3 separate regions of the Sus scrofa genome follow, and regions 1 and 3 are each linked to region 2. A link is a contact called in public Hi-C and HiChIP or PLAC-seq data. All regions are on one chromosome and are shown on one strand. Each heading gives the region's core, a stretch centred on a gene start, on an enhancer-like site or on the middle of the called end of the contact. The rest is flanking DNA. Distances are from core to core; before and after follow the strand shown.

Region 1 (2,803 bases), core at 191-2,690, 79 kb before region 2:
CGTTGCCGTGAACTGTGCCATAGTTTGCAGATGTGGCCAGAATCTTGCATTGCTGTGGCTGTGGCGTAGCGGGCACCTGTAGCTCTGAAGAGGCCCTTAGCCTGGGAACCTCCATATGCCGTGGGTGTGGCCCTACAAAGACAAACACAAAACAAAACAAAACAAGCCCCAGGTTGCCACCCATACTTAAGCTCTAGGGCTATGATCCTCTACTCGGGTTTGATAATTTGCTAGAAAAGCTCCCAGAACTCAGGAAAACACCTTTCACTTACACATCCTGGATGGTGCAAAAGGTACAGCCCAGGAATGAAACCAAGGGCAGGGCCCTGGGGGCTCCTGGGCACCAAAGCCTTCCTGGGCCCCTCATTTCTTATTTGTAGGAAAGAGGCCTCATGCAGCCTCCAGGGCTGCTCACGAGTTCTTTCCCGGTGACCAGCCCCATCCTGAGGTCCTTTAGGGGCCCCCACCCTAAGTTACCTTATTAGCATAAATTCAGGTGTGATTGGAAGCGCTCTCTATAACCAGACACTGCTCTCACTCAGGAAATCCAAAGGGTTTTAGGAGTCCTGTGCCAGGAACTGGCGACCAAACCAAATGCCTTTCCTATGATACCCTGGTACTCCATCTGAAACGATGCCCACACAACGGAGGGGGAAGAGTCACTTGGAAAAAAAATTCTCAACGAAAAGAACCGACAGGACCGGAGAATGGAGGTGAGAATGGTATTACACACGTCTTAGTATTGTTAGAACGGAGGATTCATAATTATAAAATGCCTGTTCCCGAGCCTGTCACCTCCTGCAGAGCTCGGGAAATAATAGCTTTTACCGGCATGGCTGCGGGAGGGTGGGAGGCCCAAGTTGTAATCCTCGTCCTTGCTGGCTGCAGGGTCCACACCTCTTCTTGGCCACTTCATCTCCTCTGGGCCTCAGTTTTCTCATCCACACAATGAGGGGTAGGGGTGCCCCCCTGCGAATAAAGGGTCCTTTCTAACTGGAGGCTCTGAGTCAGTAAGATCATCAGTCAGGGTGCGGGTACCAGTGGCAGAACTAGAGAAATTGAGGGCTGGTGGTGCCCGCCAGGACAGAGGGCCGACAAGGTGTGAGAGTCCCTGCCCGCGGTGCCCCCGCCACCCAGCCCCTCCCCCGCCTCCATCCCCCACCCATCTCCCTCCCAAAGTTTAAAGCCGGGTGGGCCTGGCAGTCAGCTATCAGAGGGATCCGAAGAACGCAGCTCTGGAGAAGCGAGGCGCCTAGGGGCCTTGGAGGGGCCTCTCGCCGGCCAGGCTGGGCTCCAGCCAGGGCTGGGCACCTGCCGGGGCCTGGCACAGCTGGACCGCCCGGGGTCAGGGCGAGGGCGGGAGCGGGACCGCGGGCGGGGTCCGGGCGGGTCGGGCGCGGCCGGCCCACTTCGCCTCCACCTCCGCCTCCCCGACACCGCGATCAGCTGCTGCGGACGGAGGAAGAGGAAGGGGCGGAGCGGCGTTGTGGCTCAGCTCCGAGCAGTCAGCCGACCGCGCCGCCTGGGATCCGGAGAGCCAACCAGGGCCCGCACCGGCCGGGGCCGGGCTGGTTCGTCGGGTCTAGGAAGCCCGGCAATGCCCCGCCACCGAGGGCCTCCCGGCCAGGGCCGCCCCAGGTGGGGCTGGGAGCAGAGACTGGACAGCTTCTTGCGGGTCCCCAGCCTAAGGCTCCTGAGTATGGGCTTGGCACTGACCCTGGCCCTGTCTGACCCCCTGGTTTTCTGGGCTCCTGCTGGGGCTCATCCTCTTCCCGCCCAAGGCCACCCCGCCAAGTTCAGTCGCATAGCGCCCCAGCTCCGGAAAGCCTTTGGCTGGTGGAACCTCAGCTGTCCCGTCTGCAAAGGCCTGTTCACTGCCCTCGACCTCGGGCTAAAGGTAAGCGCTCTGGGGGCTGCCGGCAGGGGAGGGGGGCGCGGGGCGGGGCGCCGGATGGAGGGGCGCGCTGGAGCGGGGGCTGGGCTAAGACCTAGCCTAAGAGCAACCGCGATGGAGAGGCTGTGGTCCGCAAACCTTTACCTAATCTGCCCTCCTCTGGGGACACCCGTGGCTGCAAGCCACCACTGCCACCTCCTCTGTGACCTTGTGAAGTGAGGAAAGAGTTCAGGCTGGGCACGGTGCTAGCCCTTTTATGGAGGTTAAATCAAGCCTGCAGGCTGGTTTCCTTACCATTCTTCACCCCATTTCACAAATGAATAGAGGTCCTGAGCTGAAGTCACTTGCTGGAGGAAGGACCAGGAGGAGGGCCAGCAGCTGGTGAGGGGTAGGGCCAGGGCTCTGACCCTGGTGTGCCTGACCCAGTGCCCTCCACCTTAGCTTTAGCACCTGCAGCCCTAAGCAAGGTGCCTGGGACTAAGGTGCCACCAAGACCCTCCGACTCAAAAAGGACTTGAATTAAGGACGATCCAGAGGTGTGGGACCTGATGGGGCTGGGCTGCCTTGACCCTGATGGGGCTGTGATGAGCGCTGGTTGGTAGGTCAGCTTTCTGGGGCTCCTCAGGGAGACAAGGCCCTGTCCCTGTGTGTGTCCCCAAGCTCTGGACAGTCGTCATCCTGCCCACCCCAAATTTCATGGCACTTGAGACAGGGACTGAGAAAGCCAGCGGGCAGGAAAAGACCTGAAATGCCACCGAGCTAAAATGCCACTGGCCTGGTGATGCCCGAGTCACAGGGCAAGGTCTGCTTCACCATGGTGATACCGAATCCATCCTAGCCCCAGTTTGGAGGAGGGGGCCCCAGGGTGGAATCGAGGGGCGGCCAGGTCCCCGGGCTGTCTCTGACCGC
Region 2 (2,700 bases), core at 102-2,601:
TTCAGGAACATATGGGCAGCTGAAGCATTTTGGGGGTGAAAACAAGCTTGGATTGAAGCATCATAGAGAGAGCACACAAGGGAAGTCTGCACAGAATCAGAACAAAGATTGGTAAAAAGACTGAAGGAAATCAGGTGAGTTGGGGGAAGGCTACTGGAAGAAGGAGAGAGCTCAGGGTTTAAGAGTTGGGATTCCTCAACTGAAACAATGTGAAGAATCAAACAGAAGCACCTGCTCCAGCCCATCATCCTCAGGAAGCTGCCCCGCGTCACCATTCCCGTGGATGGGGATCTCCATTGTGGCTGCCTTCCCTAGGATCCCGTCCGTCATGGCGAGCGAAGGGACTGGAGTCAAAGTCTCCACCCCAGCGCCCTGCAAAGCCCAACACAGACAGTTCTGGAAACGGGCCAGTTCTCCGAAGAGGAAGGTCTCCCCTGCCCTTGCAGAGGCCGTCCCGGGGCTTCAGTGTGGTGGGGTCTGCCCACCACTCTTCCCTCGGGGCTTTGTCTTTCTCCCTTCCAAGGTGCAAAGTTTTACACACAGGCACCCAGGCCTCAGGTGTGCCTGACCAGAGGTCATGTTCTCATGACCCCCCCACCCCCACCCCCCCAGCAGTCCAGGGATCATTCATGCATTCAGTCCTTCCACAGACATTTAATGAGTGCCTACTACATGCCACGCACTATTTGAGGCAATGGAGAGAAAGCCTGTGCTCTCAAGCAGCTTATCCCCACGCAGGTATTCCTCCTCATCAGGAGACAATCCCTTTCCCAGCGCTCAGGTGCCTATCCCCGTTCAGGTATGTTCGCCATTGTTTGGCCTTTCACACTCCTCTAATGTCTCCTCCTCTTTCCTGCAGGTGGTCTCCCCCTCCTCCATCCCATGCACCCCCTCTTCCTGCCCCCACCCCCGCCCCAGGCCTTAGTTGAATCAGTTGGTGTAAGTTCCCGACCCCGGGGAAAAGTCCCTTTGCCCCAGGACATAGGGAGGTGATCCCTTCCAAAGTCAGTTAGGTCTCCCCAGGTGTGTGAGTCTCCGCCCTCCCCCCATACACCTGGGCGTCAGGTGTGTCCTCATCCTTTCCCAGGGCTCAGAAGCATCTTGCCCTCAGGTCAGGTTCGTGCGTTCACCTTGCCCTCGCCCATGCACGTCCCTCTCACCTCGGGCCGGGCCGCTCTTCCCCTCAGGGCGCCAGGCCCGGGCCGCGCGGGGATCTCGGGATCCAGTTCCCGTCGCGATCCTAGCAGCAGGTCAGGGACTCGGCGGAAGTGACGTCCTCTCCCGGGCAGAAGAAGCCGGCCACGTAGCCGATTATGAGGGCGGAAGTGACGTCGCGGGGAGGTGGGCGGGCGCTCCTTGAGCCAACCCCTCTGCCCCTGGGGAGCCATTGAGGTCACTTCCGGGGCGTTCCCTAGAAGCTGTAACGGAAGTGACGTAGGTTGTGCGCCGGCGGCGTGATGGAACAGCAACAGCAGCAGCAGCAGCAGCTGAGAAACGTGAGTGGGAGCTAAGTCGCTTAAGGGCCCTGCATCCAGCTAGCATCCCTGTTCGCATGGCGGAAACCCCAGAGAGCCAGGCATCCAAGGGCTGGGAACCACGGGCCGTGGTACACGGTCCTGGGAAAGCGCCGGCAGCGCGGCCTTGAGTTGAGACGTGGCCCCCTCTTCGCTGAGTTCCTTGTCCCCCTTCCTCCCCAGTTGCGGGACTTCCTGTTGGTCTACAATCGGATGACGGAACTCTGCTTCCAGCGCTGCGTGCCCAGCCTGCATCACCGAGCTCTGGATGCCGAGGAGGTTAGGTGGGGGAACTGAGTAGGGAAGTGCTCCTCGAGCCTCAGAGCTAACCGTGCACTGCTTCCCTCTCCCGTCAATTCCCCTACGTCCGGCCCTGGCTTCCCACGACCTCCGCCCTGAGGCTGGGGATGGGAAGGAGGGAAACGGACCTGACTGGACACCTTTGGCTTCTACTTCCACCCTGTCTTCCTTCCAGGAGGCCTGTCTGCACAGCTGTGCCGGGAAGCTGATCCATTCCAACCACCGCCTCATGGCCGCTTACGTGCAGCTCATGCCTGCCCTGGTACAGCGCCGCATCGCTGACTACGAGGCTGCCTCAGCTGTGCCAGGTGTTGCTGCTGAACAGCCAGAAGCCTCGCCATCTGGCAGCTAGCTGTCCTCAACGCTGAGAAGGGAGGCACTGGATGGACCCTCACGTTGAAGGAGCAGTGGACCTTGGGCAAGATGGAGCCTGTATGTAGAGAATGAGGAGTTGCCTGAGAGCTAGGTACTGTTGCTCCTTTTCCTGGAGCTAATAAACCTGCTGTAATCTGTGCGGTTGATATTCTGGGCAGGGAGAAGTTGCCTTCTGTGTGTGGAAGGAAAACCTCAGCATTCCCAGGCACCTGGTTAAAGGAAGGTCTGTGGGTACAGCTTTAAAATTGGCAACAAGACGCTGGTTCGTGCCCAGACGGCAGAGAAAATGGGAACTCTGTCCTTAAATCTGTCTGACTTAAATGGTTCGCTTAGAGATATTAAGGACCATGGATTAAGAAACCACAGGGCTTTTAGGCACTACCTCTTCGAAAGTCAGTAGCCCCAGACAGATGAAACCTATAGGACTTCTGGGTGTTCTAGAACGTTAACCACTCCCCCAAGTTGTTACTTTCTTAATACTCCCAGAAATTGAGCAGTAAATCCTTTAAAC
Region 3 (2,898 bases), core at 50-2,549, 110 kb after region 2:
GGGAATTTGAGGTCATGAGGCTCCCGTCTGTACCGGATGCTACTTGGCCATTTGTCGGGCAGCCGTTAAATAGCAGAATCAGAATTTGAAACCAGATCTGATGACCAAGCCTGTACTCTTAACCACATTCATTTTCCATTTTTTGTTTATTTGCTTATTTGCCTTTTTTTTTTTGTCTTTTTTTTTTTTTCTTTTTAGGGCCACACCTGCGGCCTATGGAGGTTCCCAGGCTAGGGGGCGAATCAGAGCTGTAGCCACCGGCCTACACCACAGCCACAGCAACGCCAGATCCGAGCCTCGTCTGCGACCTACACCACAGCTCACGGCAACACCGGATCCTTAACCCACTGAGCGAGGCCAGGGATCAAACCTGCATCCTCATAGATCCCAGTCAGATTTGTTTCCACTGAGTCATGACAGGAACTCCCTCCAATTCACTTTTCTATTTGGAACCTCTTCAGTGATGGCCACTGCCATTCGTCTGCCCTGTATCAGCCCCTCAGACAGGCACCGAGAGCATGTCTGTGACCCGACCTGTACCATCCATGCTCAGCCCAGCCCAGACCCTCCACTGGCATCCCACGTGGCTCCCTCCTGCCCCCACCCCCGCCCCGTCCTGACAGGCACCGTAGCGAGGAGAGCCAGGGTCCGACACAGCCTGCACCAGCTCAGACAGTCTGTCCACGTTCTGCTGTCTCAGGGCAAAGGTGAGACTCAGCTCTTCCTCAGGGTCCGCACGGCCCAGGGACACCCAGCCTGGGGGCAGCCTGCAGGGTCAGGGGCCTTTGTTAGGGCGGGGATGGCAAAGATTTGTTGTGGAGGGTTCGGCATTGGGTCTAGCCCTTGGGGAGGGTTCCAGAAGCAGCTTCGGATCACAGCAGGTGGGTGACCAGGAACTGAGGCTGGGAACCTGGGCTGAGGAGCGGGTACCAGGGGCGGGGAAGGGGTGAGGGAGGCTGGAACCAGGACAGTGGGTGCAGGACAGGCCACGGGGAGGGGGCGGTCGGCGCTAAGTCAACTCACGTCCGCTGCTGGTCAGGCTCCGGGCTGTAACTGCACTGGCCGGCGACAGAGAGGGCGAGGAGCCCAAGGAGGCTGCAGGGGCGGCACGTGGGTTTCAGCAGGAGCCGTGCCACCATGGCAGTCCCACCCCCAACGTGGTTCCCTTCTCCGGGGCCCCCAGTTTCTCACCAGGCTCGGGGTCCCATCCGGCCTTTCTGCAGATCTGCTGTCATATGACAGATCACGTGAGGCCTGTCCCGCCTCCACCACCACCACCTCCCTCTCTGCCTAGAAACTAGTGACGGTGCTGGCTCCTCCCTCGAATGGGCGGTGCTGAATGCTGGGGACACAGCCACTCGGATGCTCCCTTGTGGTCTGTCAATCGCTGTAAACTCGGGCTCCCCCCCCACCTGCTGCCACAATCCAGGACTCCCCGCAGGCCAGGGAGCTCTGCAGGGCAGAGCCCCTGGAGGCTGGTGGAACTGCAGACCCGGGGTCTCATGGCCACGTGGCATCAGGAGAGTCACCTCTAGGAGCCCAGGTCTCTTTGGGTAGAACATGGAGCCGATTAGGTTAAAGGGGCTCTGCCTAGAGGGCTGCAGTGCCAACGGGCAGAGAGAAAGCAGAGAGCCTCCCCTGGCAAAGGCTCCACAAATGTGAGCTCTTATCACACGTGCCCGTTTGTGGCCCCAAGAAAAACGGATCCACCACTTGGCTGCTCTTGTATCCATGCCCCACCTCCTTAAAGACCCTCAGGCCGAGAGTGGTCATCTCCAAAACCTCTCCCCACCCAGCCAGTCCCTCTCTAGGTCACTGCCACAAGCAAGCTCCTCCGTCCGCCCTCTCTGGGCCTCCTGCCCACCTTAGAGGGGAAGGTCAGTGCACAGAGAAGTGCCAGTCAGCCTTGGGCTAAGCCCGGGCTCCCTGTGGCGCCCCCCCCCCCCCCGCCCAACACCTCTGTGTCCCACCCTCCGTGCCTCCTGAGGCGTCCCCCATGTGCCAGGGTGCCTTCCTGTCCCTAAGCTCCCAAAGAACAGAGCTGGACACGGGATACAAACTGCAGTTTATTAAGGCTCCAGAGTGAGAATTGGCACTTGGTTCTGGGCAGGGGCAGGGGTGTCAGCGGAACCCAAAGGAGCTGGGCCCCAAAGGTTGGAGGGACCGCCCCCATCCCCCCTACCCCCCAATAAATAAAGTCTCGGCTCCATCTCAGGGTGCTGACACAGGGCAAGAAGCCCTCGGTGAGGAGAAACCGAGCCTGCCGCCTCTTCATCTATCTCCCCACGCTGGACCTGGCCACAGGGCAGTGCCCGGCAGGGCCTCGTGGTACTGGTGCTCTGCCAGGGCTGTGGTGAGATGGGAGACCTGCCCCAGTGGAGGACTCAGGGACGGGGGCAGGCCCCCCGCCCCCGTGGCCAATCGTGGTCCGAGGCTGCCCGGGGCAGGCTCAGACGGGGCCTGCGTTGGGGACGCAGTGAGCATCCCAGGTCGGGGCCCAGCCCGGGCCACAGCTAGATGTGCAGCTCCGTGTCGTCGGGTGGCTCCAGGCCGGACTCTGCACTGAGTGCTGAGGCTGAGGGGCCCTGGGCCACCCCAAACGGTGAGACCACGGGTGAGCGAGCAGCCAGAGGAGACAGGGAAGGTGAGAAGCTGGGGGACATGGCAGCTGAGGACAGGGAACCTTCATGGCTGATGGGGGAGCGGTGAGAGGCTGGAGGGAAGATGGCCCGGGCTGCAGCCGTGCTGGCTGGCTTGGGGGGCACAGACTTGGCTCCCGGGTGGGCCACGGCAGTGATGAGGGGCGGTGGGTCAATTCGGGGAGCCGGGGGACATGGCCGAGCCTCATCCTTGAGCCGGGCGATCTCTGTGAAAACACTGGCCAGCGGCTGGAACTGA

The links. A called contact is a pair of places that touch in the nucleus more often than the background predicts. HiChIP or PLAC-seq counts read pairs in DNA pulled down with a chosen protein or histone mark.
Region 1: a contact with region 2 is called in an H3K27ac HiChIP or PLAC-seq map of alveolar macrophages. The contact joins the promoter of SMPD1 here to the promoter of TIMM10B in region 2. A contact is called at or near these places in 1 of 5 promoter capture datasets (liver), 12 of 47 Hi-C or Micro-C datasets (embryonic fibroblasts, fetal heart ventricle, heart right ventricle and 5 more) and 2 of 2 datasets of contacts at active chromatin or transcription factors (alveolar macrophages and skeletal muscle).
Region 3: a contact with region 2 is called in a Hi-C map of alveolar macrophages, with 1.7 times the contacts expected there. The contact joins the promoter of TPP1 here to the promoter of TIMM10B in region 2. A contact is called at or near these places in 9 of 47 Hi-C or Micro-C datasets (alveolar macrophages, blood, heart right ventricle and 4 more) and 1 of 2 datasets of contacts at active chromatin or transcription factors (alveolar macrophages).

Annotation. Positions count from the first base shown.
Region 1 is chr9:3,327,130-3,329,932 of Sscrofa11.1, reverse strand. It overlaps SMPD1 (sphingomyelin phosphodiesterase), which reads left to right and starts at 1,440. Exons shown (of 6, transcript XM_021062347.1): 1 at 1,440-1,897. The coding sequence starts at 1,598.
Region 2 is chr9:3,248,626-3,251,325 of Sscrofa11.1, reverse strand. It overlaps TIMM10B (mitochondrial import inner membrane translocase subunit Tim10 B), which reads left to right and starts at 1,351. Exons shown (of 3, transcript XM_003357135.4): 1 at 1,351-1,496; 2 at 1,698-1,793; 3 at 1,990-2,700. The coding sequence starts at 1,458. The coding sequence ends at 2,166. ARFIP2 (arfaptin-2) reads right to left here and starts at 1,315. Exons shown (of 8, transcript XM_003357136.4): 1 at 1,161-1,315; 2 at 232-372. The coding sequence starts at 330.
Region 3 is chr9:3,133,981-3,136,878 of Sscrofa11.1, reverse strand. TPP1 (tripeptidyl-peptidase 1) reads right to left here and starts at 1,299. Exons shown (of 12, transcript XM_013989454.2): 1 at 1,192-1,299; 2 at 1,024-1,095. It overlaps DCHS1 (protocadherin-16), which reads right to left. Exons shown (of 23, transcript XM_021062333.1): 23 at 2,054-2,898. The coding sequence ends at 2,514.